Regions from separate parts of the Lactuca sativa genome. Here region 2 is linked to region 1. A link is a contact called in public Hi-C data. All regions are on one chromosome and are shown on one strand. The core of a region is the stretch at or near the end of the contact, and the rest is flanking DNA. Distances in the headings are between cores, read along the strand shown. Region 1 holds the start of LOC111900780 (protein OBERON 4). Region 2 holds the start of LOC111900919.

Region 1 (5,690 bases), core at 1,791-4,290:
TTGTTCCTTGTTCCTCTTTACTTCTGCCATATTGAGGTATATATATGACATAACGTTATATTGTATCTATTATTAAACTCACTAAGCATCACCGCTTACCCTCTTAATGTTTAACAATTGCAGGAGATAAGCATCCAATATAGTTATATGCTGATAGAAGATTTTTGAATAGTTTGAAAATATTGTATTTTGTACTCCCGTATATATAAAACTATAGAATCCTGGGAAGTTATGTAATATATAACACTTTGTAATACTCAGTTTGTATCCAGTAGTTTGTAATCACTTTATCAATATAAGATATTGTTTTTATGAATATGCATGTAACATGTTTTGGAGTAACAATTGTCAAGTATGAAAGTTTAAGACTTTTAGAAATACGAAAGTTTAGAAAGGGGTCCTTCCATTATCCCTATAGATGGCTCGGCCAACATATGTCTCCCGTGGAGTATAATACTATCCTCAAATATCGACTCATGATTCCCATATTCCCAGCTGATGAGATATGTCAGGTGTGTCGCAAGGCATGTTTGGACTCTTTTGGAGAGCATGCAGTTCACTGTAAGGAACTCTGGGGTTTCAAATACAGGAACGATATGGTTAGGGATGTTTTGTTTGACACATTTAAGCGTGTCGGGGTTTTCGCTAAGAAAGAGGCACCTGTTAATTTCTTGACTGACCCGAAAGAAGGAAGTTCAACCCTCAGACCGGCTGCCATTTTGATTTTTGGATGGTTCGGAGGGAAACACGTATATGTGGACCTTACATGGGTAACCCCTCTTGTGGACTTGAGGGCTAGGGGTTTCACGGCGGGACAGACTGCTTTAAAAGCTGCTGCAGACAAAGTCATCAAACATGAGAAATCGTGCATGGAAAATCAACACGTGTTCATAGCATTTGCATTTGATACGTTTGGTTTCCTCGCGCCGGATGCGGTATAACTTCTTAATAGACTACAACGGATCATGCATAGTAATGTTATATTCCTTAGATCTTCGGATGTAGTCTTTAAAAGAATTAGTTTTACCATACAAAAAGGCTTAGCGGCGCAGCTTGTTGCCCGTTTGCCATCTCACTCATTATACGATGATAATTAAATGAACAATGAATGGATTTCCGTGTTTAAACAAAAAAATTGTTATATATACACCAAATAAGCTATAATCTAAGATTACAGATAATAATAATAATATTTGAACATTTTTAATAAATTTGTTAGATAATCATATACAAAATGAAAGGCTAAATTGATAACTCTTAGACATTCTATTGAAATATTTATTAAAGATGAACTATAATAACTATTTTTAACTAGTGTCTTTGGAAAACAACACAATTTTAATTAATAAAAATACTTTAAAAAAACTAAATAAATGTTTATATGATAAAAAATAATGTCTTTTTAACCAAAATGCAAAACAAAATTTAAAGGTGTGTATAGGGCGGTTTGGTTCAGTTATTGGTCAAAATCGAACCATAACCATTAGTTAATGTATTTCAATAACCATTGGATAGCGGTTAATATTGGTATTGGATAACGGTTTTAGTGGATTAATGGTTATGGTTAATGGTTAATATTGGTTAACCATAATGGCATAAGATGACATAAAAATAAAAATAATTTTCTATAAAAATTGAAAAACATAAAGTCGATTGTTATAAAAAGTGGATGATTGTTTGTGTATGTTTGTATGTGTGTGTGTGTGTATATATATATATATATACACACACACACACATACATACATATATCATGGTTGCAGAAATCGCTAATCGGCCGTTAATCGGTGGACTAGCGATTAGGGATTAATCGGCTAGGCGGGGATTAATCGGGAGATTAATCGGGGACCATTAATTATTAAGAAAATTATTCAAAAATTTGTAAATCTAATTTTAATCCTACAAAAAAAGTGATTAATCGACGATTAGGTCCGATTAGGTCCGACTTTGACCTGCGTTGACCAAACCCGATTAGGTCCGATTAATTCCAACTTTGATCTGTATTGACCAAACCCGATTATAGTGACCGATTAACAATAAATCTCATCGGTTGAGGTCAGATTAGCGATTAATCGCCGATTAGGCCGATTTCTGCAATACTGATATATATATAATATATATATATATATATATATATATATATATATATATATATATATATATATATATATATAGAGAGAGAGAGAGAGAGAGAGAGAGAGAGAGAATTTCAAATAATTTCCCTTTAAATTTTCAATTCTTAATATAATTACATACAATATACTTCATACATCCTATATTTATTGTTTATTTTTTATTGTTAAAATATTTATTCATCAATTTCGACCTTAAATATTTTTATTTGTGTTATAAATTACTTGAAAAAACTTATAACAATGAAAAGACATTTAAAACACAATTCATTCATATATTTTGCATTAAACATTATATATAAAAAACAAAAATATTTATGGTCAAAGTTGAAGAATAAAGACTTCGAAAATGAATACTGTACAATAAATATAAGATGTGGAGGGAGTATTTGATATTGTATTATATTAAAAATATTTATTAATATTATTGGTTCGGTTCGGTTAATGGTGATTCAGTTTTAGATGAAAACCATAACCGACCCATATGTATTTGGTTAATTAGAATTAAAAACCGCATCATATTATTTTAGTAATGGTTCAGTTATATTGATTGATTTGGTTATAATACAATTTTTCAGTTAACATGCTCGCCCTAACAAAATTAATAAAATAATTACCGTGCAAATTATTTTTCCAAATAAATAAAATAAAAATAATTGACAAGCGGAAAGAAAAATAATGCGGAGACGTTGAAACGTGGAAGACTTTGGGGAATTCCGTAATTCAGATTTTTTTATAATTATTTTCGTCGTTACTTGAAGTGATTGGAAATCAATGCTGACGTGGAAATCTGTGACCCTTGTCGTTTCAACTTTCAACTTTCAAATTTCTCGTTGACTAATTTGTCGACTAACATGCGCTGGGTATGCGCACTATATACCCACTCTTTTCCAAAGGTCCAACTATGCGCTCTGCGCACCTTGCGTATCCAAGTCTCTCTCCTCTTTATCTCTGTTTCCCCATTAGTTAAAGCTACGTTGACTGAGATAATAACTTCTCTCTCTCTTTGTCAAAAAGCTACAAATTTCAACCATTTTGTGTTGCCGGAATCGCACCTTCGACCTTTGCCGACGTTATTTCCGGTGATATATCCGACCTGCTGCTCTTCTATAATTTTATTGAATCTATGCTGTTCAACTGTCCATTTCCTTGTACCTATCTTTTTAAACTTAGGGTTTTGAAAGGGAACAAGAAGAAATCGTAAATTAGGATCCTCGTGGTCGTTTATCTTTGCTTGTAAATTTGTATTTGTTGTTTATGCAGTTCGGTGTAGTTGTTTAGATGATAGATTGAGATCTATATGTCGACGCTGTTGTTGTAACCGCCGTGGTTTTATCAGCTAAAATCTAGGGTTTTCGAAAGAGCGGTTTGGTACTTTGGAAGTATTTGAAGATATCTGGGCCGTTTTGATGTTATCTATGTTTTCTTCAGATTTAGCGGTTCACACTTGACAATTTATGTTTTTTTCCCTAACAAAGTGAAGAATGATGATGTCTGATTAGTAATTGCTGAAGGTGAGAGGGTTGTTTTATGGTCCTCTTTTTGATTTATCTATTGCCGTGGTAGTGATTTTTGATTAAATATGAAGAGATTGAAGTCGAGTGATGATCTTAACTCTTATGGAGGAGAAAAGGGTGTTTTTAAGGATTGGGGAAGAAAGGACGATGATTCAAATTTGCACCAGTCTTCATCTCACAGAAGTTTTCATTACAAGTCTGAAAGTGGGAAACGGGGTTTATCCTCTTCTTCTTCTTCACGTTATGAAAGGGTAGATGATGATCTTAAGAATCCAAAGCTGACACGGAAAAGGTCAGATTATGATATTGACAGTTACGAGAGGAGAAAGAGCTATGACAGGTATAGGGATAGTAATGAGAGGGGAATCTTGAGTTCATCTCCTCGTGGTGGATATGGTGGTGATCGGGTACACAGATCTGAAAGTTTTTCAGGGCCAAGGAGAGATTTCCCTAAAGGGTTTAGATCAGAAAGAGATCGGTCAAGGCGAGAGGGAAGTGTTTCTTCATGGAGGCGGTTTGGTGGAGGGAAAGATGTGGAGGAAAGCACAAAGAGCGGCAGTGATTCTGCTAGAGGAAGTAAAGCAGCTTCAGAAGAAGTTGGTAATGCAAGGTCCCCTCAGGGAGGGAGAGATGCAAAGTCACCACCATGGTCAAAGGACTCTGGAAGTGAACAGTCAAAGTCTTCAAAGAGTCTTGAAGTGAAGAAGAGTGAAAGTCTTCCAGAAGAAAGTGGAAACAATAGTGAAAGAGAAGAAGGAGAGCTTGAACCTGATCCTGAACCTGCTCCTATTGTCCAGAACATCACTGAAGATCCACCTTCTGGGCCATTAAAACATGAAAATCCCATTGATGACAAATGTGTGGAAGAACCCAAGCGTGATCGAACATGCATTGTTACTGATATCGAAGTACCAGTACCTGTAACGAACAAAGTTAATGAATCATCAACTTCTGAAGATTCTTCAACCCAGAGAACAGGTGAAAATGAAGTTGAAGCTTTGTTTTTGTCAGATAGCCAAAAGAAGGATGCAGCAGAACAAAGCCAAGCTTATAATGATCACAAAGAGGAAGCTAAAGATGTTAAACCTGAGGAAACAAAACCTAAACAGGTAAATGATACAATTCTTGAAGTCAAGGGGGAGAATATGAGCATGGATACAAATACACAAGGACAGGTAACAGAAAATGAAGAACAAAATGTTTCATCTGGATTTGTTAATCATTCTTTTGTGACAAAAGAACTGACCCATAATTTCAAAGATAAGGGAAAAAGTGTTCTTGTTTCAGACTCCGATGTTAATCAAAATGGATCAAGTGGTTTATTGAATGACAAGGAGATTGACATAGAAGGACCAAGTACACGTGGTTTTGATTTGTTCTTTACAGATCCAGTTAAAAAGAGTGAAAGTATCGAGCAAAAAGGATTGAGCAAACCAAAAGATGAGAAACTCTTATTAGAACCACTTGAACTTTCTCTTCGATTACCAAGTGTTCTTTTACCCATTGGTTCTCAAAACCCGATTCAGGGTCCAGATTCTCCAAGTCAAGAAATGAGCATTCAATCACATGCAAGTTCTTTTCAAACAAGTTCTGATGGATTCACGTTATCAAGATCTTTTTCTGGTTCTCAACACTACACCCACAACCCTAGCTGTTCTTTAACTGAAACTTCATTCGACTTTGAACAATCTGTTGGAAGTCGTCCATTGTTTCAAGGTGTGACATGGCAAGTTCAGCCTCCAGATGACACCCCCAAGAACCAAGAACCTCCTCCCATTCAAATGAGCCTCTCAAATGGAAATGGTATCTTTCATCACTCTCAACCTCTTCCAAATGCTCAATCCTTACAATTACACACCACTAAAGTTTCAGAAGGAAGTTATAAATTACCAATTGGACTTGAAAGACAGCTAAGTAGCAACAACAAGAAACAGCCATCGGGATCACAAAGTGTTGGGTCCCACGAAACTGGTTCAGAGCATCATAAAGATAGGAAACGATTAATGAGAGAAGCTATTGGTTCTTTAAGTCAAACCACTGAA
Region 2 (5,690 bases), core at 2,097-4,596, 170 kb before region 1:
TCATCTTCTCTGCTTCTGTGAAACAAACCGAATCCCTTGTTTCTCAAGATCAACATTACTCATCTTCTTCCCTTCATCTAAAGTAACTGACACAACAGAAGTCCCTTCAAACACTTCAATCACAACACCCTTATGCCTGAGAAAAAAAAATATATCATCACAATTTCAGAATTTAAATGTTTTAATTACAAATCACAATAGTATTTATTTATTACTTACCATGTGTTATTCAATGGCTGATGAACTTCAACCTTCTTCCCAATTGCATCTTTTCCCAATTTCTGAATGATCCAATTTGCATCCATGATGTCATCATCCATCATCATATCATCTTCATCTTCATCTTCTTTCCCATATGATGATGGCCTTTTCCTTTTAGATCTTTGACCCTTTACACAGCTTTTATCATCTTCACCAGAAGCACCCCATGAAGTCTGGTTTTCAGAATACGGATTCTTGAACTTCAATCTCAACAATGGCTTCAGTTCAGAAGTATGTGGGGCCCTCCCCCTCTCTGTATTCTTTTTACCACCTACCGAAACTTCTGGATTCAACTTTCTGATCTTGATTGTGTTTCCTTCTTTTCCTCTCAATTTCAATCCTTTTGTTTGATCATGATGATGATGATGATGATGATGATCTGAAACGCCATTAGAAGTTAACAACTCTTGATCTTTATGTAAATTTGATGCATCAGATCTTGGAGAATTTGATATGCTTTTGTTTCTTGAACCCAAATGTATAACAAGTTTTGGTCCCTTAGTGTTATTAGAAAGCTTCCCATTTTCATTCATGGTGTCCACTCTATTAACATTTCTTTCCGATTTTACCCCTGTATGATTTATCGAACATACACCATCAAACTCATCATCTTTGTTATTATCACTTGTGATGAAGCCAGTAGATTGAGCATCACTATGACCTTCAATTACAGGTCCATGGAGTCCCTTTTTCTTAACAGATTTCTTGTTTCCAGATTTTTTTAAAGATTCCTTATTTTTTTTAGGGGATTTATCAACTACCCCTTTGAGAGAAAACTTTAATGAACGCCCAAATTCATTCTTTGATGAAGGTTTGTTGTCTTCATCATCTGAATAAGGTTGAATTGAAAATATTTCTTCTTGAGTGGGCAGCCCTGCAGCTGCCCGAAGACTTGCGGTCAGCTCCCGGTCAGCTTTGTCTCTCCTCCTCCACAGTTCCTGAACAGCATCTTCCAGATCCCTGACCTGAAAACATAAAACAGAAACAAAAGGGCAATTCCGTAATTATCAAGATTTTGTAGTAAAAAGTAAAAACTCATGTTTGTTTATTAATTATTCATACCTGATAACATTCTCCACGACATGTAGCACATCTATACTGCAGGTTATTGTCCACTTGGAATTGCAAATATTTTTCATCACTGCATTAATATTTTCCAAATTTTATTTAAAAAAAAAATGAAGATTGACATTTATTAAGGGTTAAAAGAAAACCTAATTCCATCACAGTGACAATGCACCCAACGTTGACAGATATCACAACAAACCATGGGTGTTGATTCTGAGTCTCTATACACCTGAAATTATTATTATTATTATAAAAATATATATAAAAACTTTTTTTATATAAAGTAAAATGTTCAAAGTATAGAATATAAATTATACCTTTAAACAAACAGGGCAGTAATTTCCTTTCACAAACAATCTCCCACAAGCATCACAACATGTATACCCTAAAAACCACCTGCAAATTGTTGGATATAAGGTTAATTTTATTAAAAAAATACTTTTTAAAAAAATTTAAATGTAATAAGTGAAAATAAGCATACCTGACACTTAAACCATTTCCTGGAACTGTGGATGCACAGCTGTGACACTTTGTATGCTTAGGGCACAAATAAGGTCCACTACTAACATTCTACACAATTTAAATATATATAAATAACATTATGGTGAATCTAACATGATGTTCAATGTAGGAAATTAAAGTTTTTTACTTTTTACAAATTACAATTTACCTTGTGCGGAGGTTGTTGACAATAACAGTGATGCGCACCATCACACCTTTTGCAAAACATAAGCTTGTTTGGGTCACCAGTCCTTCTGCATACCTGGTTTTTTATTAAAAAAAATGTATATTTATATGATTATATGATTTATATAGCAATAGCATGAATGAAAAAAGTTAGAATCGACTGAAAATATATACCTCACATGTACGACATGAAGGGCAAGCCCAAGAACTCCAGTGAAACAGATCTGATATAAAAACCCTAAGTTATCAAGATTCAAGAATTATGAAACATGTTAGCAAGTAGCAACAGGAGATTGTACCTCTATTTTGAGCCCAAGACTTCACACAGCTTCTGTGATATTTCTTGTTACAAGTTTTGCATGGTAGCATCTTTCTAGCTCTCTCACTTCCTTCGTTTTCACCTGAGAAACAGAGGCGACACATAACTTTGGCATTTGAGAGGCCTTGTTCATCTGCAGCAAGATCTTTAGCGACTCCCTGCATAAAACATATGCACAACATCCATTAATGCTGATTCAGTGTAGAAACATGTAACACAGCTTGATTCATGGCCTTAGCAGATCAATCACTGCATCTCATTATTAAATGACTCTATTTGAAAACCCATACAATTACCAAATTACAGAAAACGAAACCTTTTGTCTGGCTCAATAGTCAATACAACCACATTTTGCAACAATGATCACCAGAACTCAAATTCAAAAGAGAACTTACCTCAGCCATATCCCCAGATTCAAATCTACGAGCAAAATCTTCCGCCGCCACAGACGCAGCAGCAGCCTTCTTCTGCATCGCCGCACGCTTAGTCTGAGCGGACAACAACTCCTCCGCCGCATCCCCAACCCCACCCCCATCCACAATCGCAGAAGCATTAGGAGTCACAATCGCCTGGATCGGAGGAGGAAGAGGAGGAGGGGGTGGAGATGCAACAACTACCTTCGGTACAAGAACCTGAACCGACTTTGGTTTACCATAAATCAATGACGGATTCTTAAAAATCGCATCAACCCTAGCCGCTGCCTCCAAGAACTCAATCTGCCCCTTCTCGCTCCGTAGCTCCGATGGAAACCCCAGCTTACAGTTACAGATTCGTCGGCTGAAATCGAAAGAAAGAGACGGATTTAGAGTGAGAAAATAAGAGAGGTACGAGGTAGAGAGATAGAGAGTAGTACCATGTAATTGGACATGCGACATGAAAGGCCATGATATACGAATTTGGGGTTTTTTTGGTGAGAATTTTTTGAGGTTTTAAAGGTTTAGGGCGATTTTGATTTTTTAGAAAAAGAAAATATTAATTGAAAATAAATTTGGGGGAGAAAAGGCGATGTACAGTTCCCATTAGTGGGTGAATTTATGAATAGGATAAAGAAGAAGACGATTGATACGACGCCGTTGGTTCTTTGGGTTAATTATGTAAGATCACCTTCGTAGTTTACTTTGACCACAATTCCACCCTTAGATTACAATGTAATTACTAAAGCAACCAAATATGAGTTTTTAGTGATAGTTTATACTTACTTGTAGGGTTAGTTAAGAACTTAAGAATCTTTTTAGGAGACGAACTATCTTGATTATATTTAAGTTGTCAATAAATTTAATTTCTTATATAAAATATCCTTCTTAATAAATGAAAGTTTTTTTTGTCACATGTCAATCTCTTATGAGTTTTGATACTTGTCATTTTATGGTATTTTTGAAGTAAATAATATCCAATTGTCAATTTTAGGTTTTTTCAATTTTTAAAATTAAACTCATTTTCTTATATATGTAAAGTATTGAATATCATATATATGATATTAAATTGTAATAATAAATACATTTCTTTATTTTTTTATTTTAAAGTTGTATATTAAAAAATATTTTATGTTACACTTTAATGTTTAATCTTTTTTTAAATCAACCCGTATAATATACGGGGCTCTCACCTAGTCTATTATATTTAGATGGTGTTGAGACTTTTGAAATGATATTTTGGCTTTTAATTTTTTCAAAAAATTAAAAAATACCAAAACATATTTGGAAAATACAAAAATTCTTTTCAAAAAAACTTTTTGTAGAGAAAAAAAAAACATAAGTTTCAAAAAGTCAGGAAAATATGATTATTTTGACTGTTAATATTTTAAAAGCTAAATTACACTTAAAAATCAAAAAATACAATTCAAATACTTTTTAAAAACAATTTTTGATTTTTGTCTCTTCAACGGTTAAAGTCAAAAAGATTTTTTTGAGTTTAAAAAATAATCTCAAACACCCGTTTATATTTTCTTGATATTTTTCTTGTTATGCGAGGTATAGCATATCAAATTTTAATTTTGGCCTTTTAACCCAAGTTTAAATTTTTATTATGATTTTGGTCTAAATTTTAAACTTTATTATAAATTTGTTCTCAATTTTTTTGTTTTACAAATTTGTTTCAAAATTAATGTTTTTTCTAAATTTATCTTGGCTTTTTTTTAAAAAAAAATCTTTCGCCATTTTTTTTACTTTATTATATTATAGCTTTCTTTAACTTGTATTACGACTTTTTACACATTTATGCAACCTTTTTAAGTTTTTAACACTATTACACAAGCTTTTATAAAAAACTTTAACCTATTAATGAACTTTTTTTTTAACTATTTTACAACCATATTAATCTTTTTTTATAATTCCGTAAAAGATTTTAAAGCTTTATTTACAATCTTTTTAAAATTTTATTTTTAAAACAATATTTTTGTAAAAACGTACGTTAAATGTGAAAATCGCAAATAAAAAACATAAAAATTGATATATATATATATATATATATATATATATATATATATATATATATATATATACCTTAAAAAACATTTATAAGATTTTGTTGAGTTTTAAGAGGTACAAACTAAACTGCAATACATACAATCACTTTATGCAATGTTTTGACCGAATATCACCTTATCCCAACAATCTCCCAAGTTTTTTGCCTAATACCTTCAAATCAGGCTTTAACCCAGCCCTTTAATCCTTGATCGAGTTAAATATTGTGATTTTGGTATGCCCTCCTTATATATAGAGAGTCAATAACACAAAGGTACAAACCAGTCATCTCCAAACAAACTATCGTCGTATCTCCCATTTGCTGTCATTATTAGCTCTGGCATATATAAATCATCGTATCACCGTCTCTCCTCATCCTTCTCAACCTCTAGAAACCATCGCCCCACAACCACTAAACCATCTTTGTTGATATATCTCTCTCTAAAACCACAATCCACCGCTACCACCAGTCAGTGTCGCTACAGCTTAATCCCAAATCCATTCTCATCAGAGTTTCTCTCATCGTATTTTTAAGGTTTTGGTGAACTCCATCACCACTAAAAAACCTAAAACGATTCCGTGGTCGCTATGCTTTGATCGGTAAGCCAAATGATCCTCTATCAATTGCCAAATCTATCTCCTCTAGATGCTCTCCAGTTCCATGGCCATCATGGATAACCATACCAGTTACCCGAATTCCATATTCTCATTAACCTACATCTGATCCATCTTTTCCTTTTGAATTATGAATACACACCCCCATTCTTTCTTTCATCTTAACCCAAACCCCAGACATCTCTAACTCTCTCTTCGTCTCTCTCCATATCTACAAGAAACACGCCTTCTCTTCTCTCCTTTAACTCTCCCCTTTTCTCTTAAATACTCTAAACCTT

The links. Hi-C and Micro-C count contacts between places; a contact is called where the count stands out from the background.
Region 2: a Hi-C map of leaf shows a contact between it and region 1, with 4 times the contacts expected there. The contact joins the promoter of LOC111900919 here to the promoter of LOC111900780 in region 1. A contact is called at or near these places in 2 of 4 Hi-C or Micro-C datasets (both in leaf).

What each region holds. Positions count from the first base shown.
Region 1 is chr4:50,116,437-50,122,126 of Lsat_Salinas_v11, reverse strand. LOC111900780 (protein OBERON 4) reads left to right here and starts at 3,040. Exons shown (of 2, transcript XM_023896692.3): 1 at 3,040-5,690. The coding sequence starts at 3,714.
Region 2 is chr4:50,287,702-50,293,391 of Lsat_Salinas_v11, reverse strand. It overlaps LOC111900919, which reads right to left and starts at 3,346. Exons shown (of 11, transcript XM_023896823.3): 1 at 3,189-3,346; 2 at 2,731-3,112; 3 at 2,316-2,493; 4 at 2,191-2,240; 5 at 2,000-2,092; 6 at 1,811-1,899; 7 at 1,647-1,725; 8 at 1,476-1,558; 9 at 1,324-1,402; 10 at 220-1,226; 11 at 1-136. The coding sequence starts at 3,220. The coding sequence ends at 1. LOC111900863 (a long non-coding RNA gene) reads left to right here and starts at 5,068. Exons shown (of 4, transcript XR_002853318.3): 1 at 5,068-5,397.